2 separate regions of the Capra hircus genome follow, and region 1 is linked to region 2. The links are chromatin contacts, called in public Hi-C maps. All regions are on one chromosome and are shown on one strand. Each heading gives the region's core, a stretch centred on a gene start, on an enhancer-like site or on the middle of the called end of the contact. The rest is flanking DNA. Distances are from core to core; before and after follow the strand shown. Region 1 has its middle 120 kb from the start of TRNAF-GAA. Region 2 overlaps RBM17 (splicing factor 45).

What was found. A called contact is a pair of places that touch in the nucleus more often than the background predicts.
Region 1: a Hi-C map of blood shows a contact between it and region 2, with 7 times the contacts expected there. The contact joins two enhancer-like sites. A contact is called at or near these places in 3 of 5 Hi-C or Micro-C datasets (all in blood).

The regions. Positions count from the first base shown.
Region 1 is chr13:11,136,679-11,140,816 of ARS1.2, forward strand. No RefSeq gene overlaps it. Among named protein-coding and RNA genes, the nearest start is that of TRNAF-GAA, 120 kb to the right of the region's middle. Within about 2 kb of position 2,658, at least 1 of the 5 cell types and tissues checked has an H3K27ac peak or open chromatin away from gene starts, as enhancers often do.
Region 2 is chr13:10,877,782-10,882,056 of ARS1.2, forward strand. It overlaps RBM17 (splicing factor 45), which reads left to right. Exons shown (of 12, transcript XM_018056960.1): 4 at 382-548; 5 at 1,359-1,456; 6 at 2,492-2,548; 7 at 3,735-3,876. Among named protein-coding and RNA genes, the nearest start is that of RBM17, 14 kb to the left of the region's middle. Within about 2 kb of position 1,835, at least 1 of the 5 cell types and tissues checked has an H3K27ac peak or open chromatin away from gene starts, as enhancers often do.

The sequences.
Region 1 (4,138 bases), core at 1,408-3,907, 260 kb after region 2:
TGGAGAATCCCAGGGACAGCAGAGCCTGGTGGGCTGCTGTCTATGGGGTCGCACAGAGTCGGACACGACTGATGCGACTTAGCAGCAGCAACAGTCAATTGACAATGCGACAGTTTCAGGTGAACAGCAAAGGGACTTAGCCATACGTATACATGTATCGAGTTGAGCAGTTTCCTGCGCTATACAGAAGGTCCTTGTTGGTTATCCATTTTAAATACAGCAGTGTGTACATGTTGATCCCACACTCACTAAGTATCCCTTCCCCTCATCCTACCCTCCTGGCAATGAATAAATTCATTCTCTAAGCCTGTGAGTCTCTTTCTGTTTTATATGTAAGTTCACTGGTATCATTTCTTTTTAGATTCCACACATAAGGGATGTCATATCATATTTCTCCTTCTCTGTCTGACTGACTTCACTCAGTATGAGACTCTCTAGGTCCATCCGTCTGTGTTGTTGCGAATGGCATGGTTCCATTCTTTTCAATGGCCGAGGAATGTTCCGCTGTATGTGCGCACCACAGCTGCTTTATCCATTCCTCTGTCGATGGGCACAGGGTGCCTCCGTGCCTTTCCTCCTTTCATTTCTTTCTGTGAACCTCTCCTAAGAGCCTCCCTGTGCCAGGCCAGTGCTGCAGCCCATCCTTGCGGTGCTGGCTGTCAGTGTGTTATGCTGAGTATGTTTTTCAGAAGTTGTCCTTTTGTTTCCCCAGTTCCCACTTTTTTTTTTTTTTTTTTTAGCTATCATGACAGGTTTAAATAAACCACTATGATGTCTCCTTAATTCTATCAGTAAGATACATGCAGACTTAATGGAATCCCCATGTAGTAAGACCTTCCAGATCAAGGGACAAAACTTTTAGCAGATATTAGAACTGCCTCATATCAAATAGCTATTGATAGTGATATTATCTCTGCTCTGGAATCTAAATGCTAATATCACACTTGAATGAATAGTTCATTTAAAAAGTTACCTCTAGAGCTCCCAAATCAGTTTCACTTCTTAGCTAAAAACAAGTTTTCTATCCCTAAAAGTTATTAAAAAAATATTTATTTTATTTGTTTGGCTGTTCTGGGTCATAGTTGCAGCATGTGGGATCTAGTTCTCTGACCAGGGGTCAAACCCCAGGCCCCCTGCATTGGGAGGGAGGAGTCTTAGCCATTGGACCACCAGGGAAGTCTCCCTAAAAGTTATTTTTTAAACAACCTTTATTGAACTATAATTCATATAATCACACCATGTACTCTTCTAAATTGCAAAATTCAAACTTGGGGGTGTATTGACAGAGTTGCACAACCATCACCATAATATAATTTTAGGGCATTTTCATAACTCTGGAAAGAATCCCTAAACCTACTTGCTGTCACCCACCCCCTGCCATCCCCCTAATTCCTAGCCTTAGGCCAGTATGTTTTTGGTGTTTAAAAACCATTACCTAACTCCGGGTCATGAAGATTTACTCTCATATTTCTTTCTAAATTTTCTAGTTTAATTTCTTTCATTCAGATCCTTGATCCATTTTTAGTTAATTTTTGTGTATGGTGTGAGGTAGGGAGTTCTGATTAATTCTTTTCCATGTTGGGATATCCAGTGGTTCCCAACGCCAGCTGTTAAAGAGCTCTGTTCTTTCTTCATTGAATTACGTTGACTCCTTTGTTGAAAATGAGTGGCCACTGATGAAAGGCTTATGTCTGAATTCTCCATTCTGCTTTATTGATCTCTGTATATATCTGGATGCTAGTACCACACAGATTTATGATTGTAGCTATGTAGTAAGTTTTGAGATAAGAGAATATGACTCCTCTAGCTTAGTAATTCTTCAAAAAATGAGGCCTGTTTTTAAAGAAAGGGTTGTATGTCTTAAAGTTTGTGAATTCATAGATACTTTTAGAGTCTGAAGGGTTTGAAGATATCAGTTGATGTTCTTTAGTAGAGGTCCACAGCTTTACACGCCTAGCCGTCCAACAGTAAGGATGTGCTCTCTCCTGCATCTGCAACAGCACGTGAGTCGGCTTTTGGCTGGTCTTGGAGACCTTCTTGAAGAACCTTATTTCAGAAGTTGACTTGTTCCACAGACATCTACCTGGCATCTCCCACACATCATGGCATGTGCTAGAAGCTGGGGAGAGAAAAATAAATGGAATGGGGCTCAGTCCCTGAATTCAGTGTGCTCACAGTCTGGCAAAGAAGTGGCCAGACTATCATTGCTGCCTTTCTGGAGACTGTCAACTTAAACTCCTTCACTTTGTAGGTATGAAGAAAAAGCCTAGAGGAAGAGATTTGCATGAAAGCTATGGTGTCCACAAAAGTAAATAACTGTGAACACAGTGCCTTGCACAGAGGCCCTCAAAACATTTGCTCTGATTTGCTTACGAGATGGTGTGAAGCCTGGTGGGGGGTGGGCACAGCTCACCATGGAAGGCTGAGAAAGTGCTCAAGCTCCTTCTGGGGGTGACACTCACTTTTAAAGATTCCTTTGTGCTCACTGCCTGGCCTCGGTCGGGCTATTGACAGTACTCTTGGCAGCTAGCTTTGCCCTGGAGCCTGTTCTTACTCTTTCTTTCTTTCTTGGCCCAGGGCATCTGGAGACAGGTTGAATAAGCACCCTGGAGTTCTGCCAGAGTCACAAGATGAGGAAGGGCAAGGACTCAACAGGAGACAGAGAGCAGGGTGGGGAGGTGTGGGGCATGCAGAGGAAGTTGAGCATCATGTGGTTTCCATGGCTCAGCCCTACTCAGAGGCCAGAATTCATTTAAGCAGTTGAGAGGTCCAAAAGCCTAGCCCTTATCCTCGGGGTTATGTGTTTCCTCCTATCTGGTGGGTTTATCTGGCCATTCCCCCAAACCTACAAACAGAGAGCTCTTGAGGCAGAGCCTTCATTCCTACAGGGCAAGCAGGCAATTATAGGGGCCCCAAGTGCAGTGTGAACTCAGCTGAGACCCAAAGCAAGTCATCAGAGGTGGCCAATGTCTGGTGTAGATGGAAGCTACTGAGTTGATGTCCTGAAAGGGTGGCTAGATTTTGTGTGCTCCCCTCTGCTGCTTACAGAGGAAATGAATTTGAATGTAGTACAAGGTTCGGGGCACATCAGAACTGAAAGAGAAAACAGAGACAAAGTTAAAAGCAACAACTGGAGACAGACCACCTTAGGCGGAATTGCAGCCACGGGTATGGTATTTCTGTGCCCAAATGTCTTCATTCAACACTCCCCAAATCTCTTTCTTTTTCCACAGCACTGTCACTTCTTGGTGTGCATGTAATATATTTATTGATTACATTTATTGGTTACTCTCACCCTCAAAGGGCAGGGGACTTCCCCAGTGGCTCAGTGGAAAAGAATCCAGCTGCAATGCAGGAGCCACAGGAGACATGAGTTCGATCCCTGGGTCTGGAAGATCCCCTGGAGAAGGAAATAGCAACCCACTCCAGTATTCTTGCCTGGGAAAATTCCATGGGCAGAGGAGCCTTGAGGGCTATAGTCCATAGGGTTGCAAAAAGTCAGACACGACTAGAGTGATTAAACACACATAAAGGACACATCATTGTTTTTGTGGGTGTTGTCTTTTGATGTAGTCTCAGACTCTAGAAGACTTGGGACGTGTAGAAGCTACTCATTAAGCATTTGCTGGATATGATTGATCATTGTACCAACCTCAACTGGACTACTATGAAATTAAGGGACTTCATACTGTATTATGTTCAGGGCAGTGCCCACCTCATAGTAAGTGTCAGGCAAGTGGAGTGACCGTGTGTCCCATGTCCCCTTGGCCCAGGACAGACCTGCCTTAGTTCTGTTTCCTGGAGTGGTCACTAATAGTGCTCCCTTTCAGAAGAAGAAGAAGAAGAAGAAGAAGAAGAAGAAGAAGAAGAAGAGACCTAGATGTTAAGTGGTATAGTTTACCTGCATATAAGTGTATTTACTTTTTCAAATAAGAAATTAAAATTATGTACTGTTTACCAGGTGCCATGTTAGATGCTAAGAGGAGCAGCCCTAGTTCCTTCCCTTCTATTATAGAACTTACGGTCTGCAGACTCTCCCTGGGGCCCTTTAAGAACAGGATTAAGTAGACAACTCACGGCTGGAGCACATGGGTCATAGTAATAATTGGATCTATATCCAGGTAGTTCTTTGTTGTTT
Region 2 (4,275 bases), core at 585-3,084:
TGACTGCAAGAACATGTTATTCATGACTTGTTTTGTATTGTAAGTTTTTATATATATAAAAATAGAAGTATTCTATATTTACTCTGAAAAGTCAAATTTATTGCTTAAAATTTTGGGTGATGGCAGCTTTTTTTAAGAAAATGCTGTAGGATGTTTATGGAATTGATCCTGAACTGAGAGGTGAACTCCCGTGCTCTGCTGCTCCTGGGCTGGGCGCCTGAACAGGCCAAGTCTCCTAGCCTCCTCGGGCATCTGCTCCCTCATCTGTGAACAGAAGTGGACAGGTGGTCCTCGGGGCCCAGCATGGTCCTTCACCTTAATTCTGTGAATAAAACTCCAAGACAGAGGGTGATACTTACTTTGGCATTTTCCCTTCCTCAGGACCCTGTTCCCAGCGGGTTTTCTGCAGGAGAAGTTTTGATCCCCTTAGCTGATGAATATGATCCCATGTTTCCTAACGATTATGAGAAAGTAGTGAAGCGCCAAAGAGAGGAGCGACAGAGGCAGCGGGAGCTGGAAAGACAGAAGGAAATAGAAGAGAGAGAGAAGTAAGGCCTCATGCAAGTGTGGGATGGGGTTATGTTTGAAATGTTCATTCAGATGTTACCAGAACTTTAGTGCTGTCTGTGGACTGAGTGGGTTTTGTGGTTGGTCTGAACAGTCCTCAGGAGTCAGACTGTTGTTAAGAGTGTGTGGTTGTTACATCCTATCATGGAAACAAACTCTAGAGCAAGTTCAAGTACACACGCAGAAAACTTAGAACATGCATTTTGAGTGAGTTTTTAGAAAAATAGCTTACAAACTGATGTGGAATAATAGGTTTTGCTTTTTTCCCCCTATGTTCTGACTCTACTAGAGTCATACTGCTTAAAATGCTTAAAATGTTTTTCTCACCTTTTACTATTTTTGAGCCAGATAGAGTTTTTAAGAACTCATAACATCTTTTATGTTTTTTGAAAGTATGGATAACAGATTTATTTGCATTTCTTCTTTTAAAAATGCTGAGTATTAATTTTTAAATGATTATATAAAACATTAATATACTATTTCTCATTATTTATTGACTTATTTCATGAAGTGAAAGCATGCTCTAGAGAATCGAAATTATTTCATTAACTCTTACCTGTGTTGATTCGCTTTAGTGTTGAAAGAGGTAAAATATCAAGGAAACTCTTTTCTTGCTATTTATATGCATATACCTGTTAAATTTGGTCAGTTTATCTTCTGGGTTTTTCTCACTTGTCACATGTTGGCTGCTTTAGTCTTTAATCAGTTGTTTGCATATCCCCGACGCCCCCCTAAAGTCAAGGTGACATCCTTGGGTTCACATCTCTGAATTGTTCCTTCTGTTATCACAGGAGGCGTAAAGACAGACACGAAGCTAGTGGGTTTTCCAGGCGACCCGACCCAGATTCTGATGAGGATGAAGACTATGAGCGAGAGAGGAGGAAAAGAAGTAATGCCTGAGCGCGGGTGTCCTGTTTGAGATGTGCAGTGCTGCCCCTTCCTTCTGCGTTCAGTTTGATAACTAGTTCAGCTGCAGTGGTTTGGGTAGTGTCCTGTCTGGAATCTCGGCAGAAGCCCGCATCTGTGTGGGGTTTCCCTTCGTTGTGTTCACAGATGGTCTCCCTAACATTCACGTTGTGGGCCTTGGAGCACGCCTTAAGCTGCGTGCCTGTGCTCGCCCCTGTCCGTAGCACAGCTGTGCCCGCCTGCTCTCTGTCCATCTGCACTCGGATTCACAGCACTGAGTGGAGAGTCTGTGCTCGTGGTCAGAACCCTTGCCACCCGCGTGCATGGCTGCGCTTCCCTGGACGCTGGCTTCTGGCAGAGTCGCCAGCGGGGCAGGGAGACGGTGTGAGCTCGTGCTCTGTCGGGCCGCCTCCATCTCTGAAGCCTCGCAGGCGGCATTGTCGTGTGAGAGCCAGGTGCTTGGTGACCACTAGATAGCTAAGCACTGTCCATTCTGAGAGAATTCACGTGTGGTTGCCGCCTGTACACTGCTTGTGGGCAATTTCTTTGTGAAACATTTCATGCTGGTGCAGCATGGCTTTGTAATTGGTTTCTTTAATTTACATTGTACCATTTTTTGGAGTGTCTCATTGGTGATTAAGTTATAATGCATATGTTAGGGCTTTTCTCTGGTGGAAAATCCCTGTGTTCCCTGTTCATGTTTCCCCTCTGGTTGTTTGATAGCAGACGGAGCCCGCTTTGGTTTGTTTGTGTCCACCGTTCTCTGTCTAGGAAATGTGAACAAGAATGACAACAGCACAAAGCAGACTGTGACCAGAAGTACCCACACACCCCAGCAGTGACACCTACTTGTGTACTTTTAACCCTGGTTTCCAACACTGAGCTCTTGAGGTGTTAGCGAGAGGGTGGAGTAGTGTGCCTTCCTGCCTCTTCCTTTGGGGTAGGGGTGCGATTCAGGGCCCGGGCTGACTCCTTCCTCCTCACTCAGCCCTCGCTCAGCGGAATGTCTGTTTTGCAGGTATGGGCGGAGCTGCCATTGCGCCTCCCACGTCTCTTGTGGAGAAGGACAAAGAGTGTAAGTACCTGTTTCTTCCCTCTTCTCTTCAGGTACTCGTCTTTAACCCAGTCTTGGGAAGCCTTAGCTGGAATCAGCCAGGCGCCTGGGTGCAGGGAAAAGGCCCCCAAACTCTCCTCACTCTAGCCCTCGGCCAAGAGCACCTTCCACCCCTTATGCTTCAGGAGTTTTTATGCCAGTCTCTAGGGGTTTTCTGCAGCAAGATGCTTTTTTGTTTGTTGTTAAAAATAATTCATTTTGTTTTCTCTAACATTTCATATTTGGAGTTAGGTTAAAACAAATAGTAGCTCAGTTGGCAAGTTTTGTGCTCAGTGATCTCAGTTCAGTTCAGTTGCTCAGTCGTGTCCCACTCTGCAACGCCATGGACTGCAGCACGCCAGGCCTCCCTGTCCATCACCACCTCCCAGAGTTCACTCAAACTGTGTCCATTGAGTCAGTGATGCCCTCCAACCATCTCATCGTCTGTCGTCCCCTTCTCCTCCCACCTTCATTCTTCCCTAGCATCAGGGTCTTTTCCAGTGAGTCAGCTCTTCGCATCAGGTGGCCAAAGTATTGGGGTTTCAGCTTCAACATCAGTCCTTCCAGTGAACACTCAGGACTGATCTCCTCTAGGATGGACTGGCTGGATCTCCTTGCAGTCCAGGGGACGCCCCACAGCTCTGTGATCCAGGAGCTGTTAAATTTGCGACCCTCCACAAGGTGGCAGCGCGTTCCCGAGTTAGGTCCTTCAGTCACAGGGTGTGTGCATTTACTCAGGTTCCCAGAAATCGTCTCCAGGGATCGGCTCTCAGATTGGGGATTGGAACTGGACTTTGATGCATCTTCTAGTTCATTTTCCTGCTCTCTGTGTTGGAGCATGCCGAAACTATCCCGAGAAAACGTAACCATCCCCCGAGTTTTTAAGTACCTATTGCACTATGAATGTTACCTTTTTATTAAGAAGATAATAGAGAAAAAAAAAAGTTAATAATGAAAATACCTGACAAACCATAAACCCCAACTGAAACCAGTCTCTGGGAGTGGAGCCCTAGCATCTGGAGCTCTCTGAGCTTCCTTGCTGATTGTGTTGCACAGCTGGGGTTGCATTTCACTGAACTGGCATGTGGTCCCTGACCTCAGAGACCTTTGTTGTATGCTGGCATAAGGAAGCACAAAAAATAAAATCCTGTTTCCTGTCATCCAACAGTACCCCGAGACTTCCCTTACGAAGAGGATTCACGACCTCGCTCACAGTCTTCCAAAGCTGCTATCCCTCCCCCAGTGTACGAGGAACAAGACAGACCCCGATCCCCAACCGGCCCTGGCAACTCCTTCCTCGCCAACATGGGGTAATGGTCCGGGCACTTGCGCCTCGGCGGGTGCAGGGAGGGTGGGACTCTAGGGGGGCAGGAGTGGTGTGGTCAGACCTTCCAGTGGATGCAGCGCGTTCGGAGATGAGGGCTTTAGCGGGTTTACAAGGAGAGCGTGGCACGCTCAGTCACACGGATCAAGGCTTGAGTCACTGGGATGGTATTGCAGCACCACCCTGTTAAAAAACTTCTGTTAAAAGCTTTCTATCAGAAGTGTTGACTGATTAGGATGCTGAACATTATATTCTCTAGGTAGGAACAGTTTCTGATTGTTATCTAATTTGTTTTCAGAACATTTGCAAATAAATAGCTCATACGAATTAGACCTGACTTACACTATGTCCAAAAGATGAATGACATCCTTTTTTTTCTTGATAA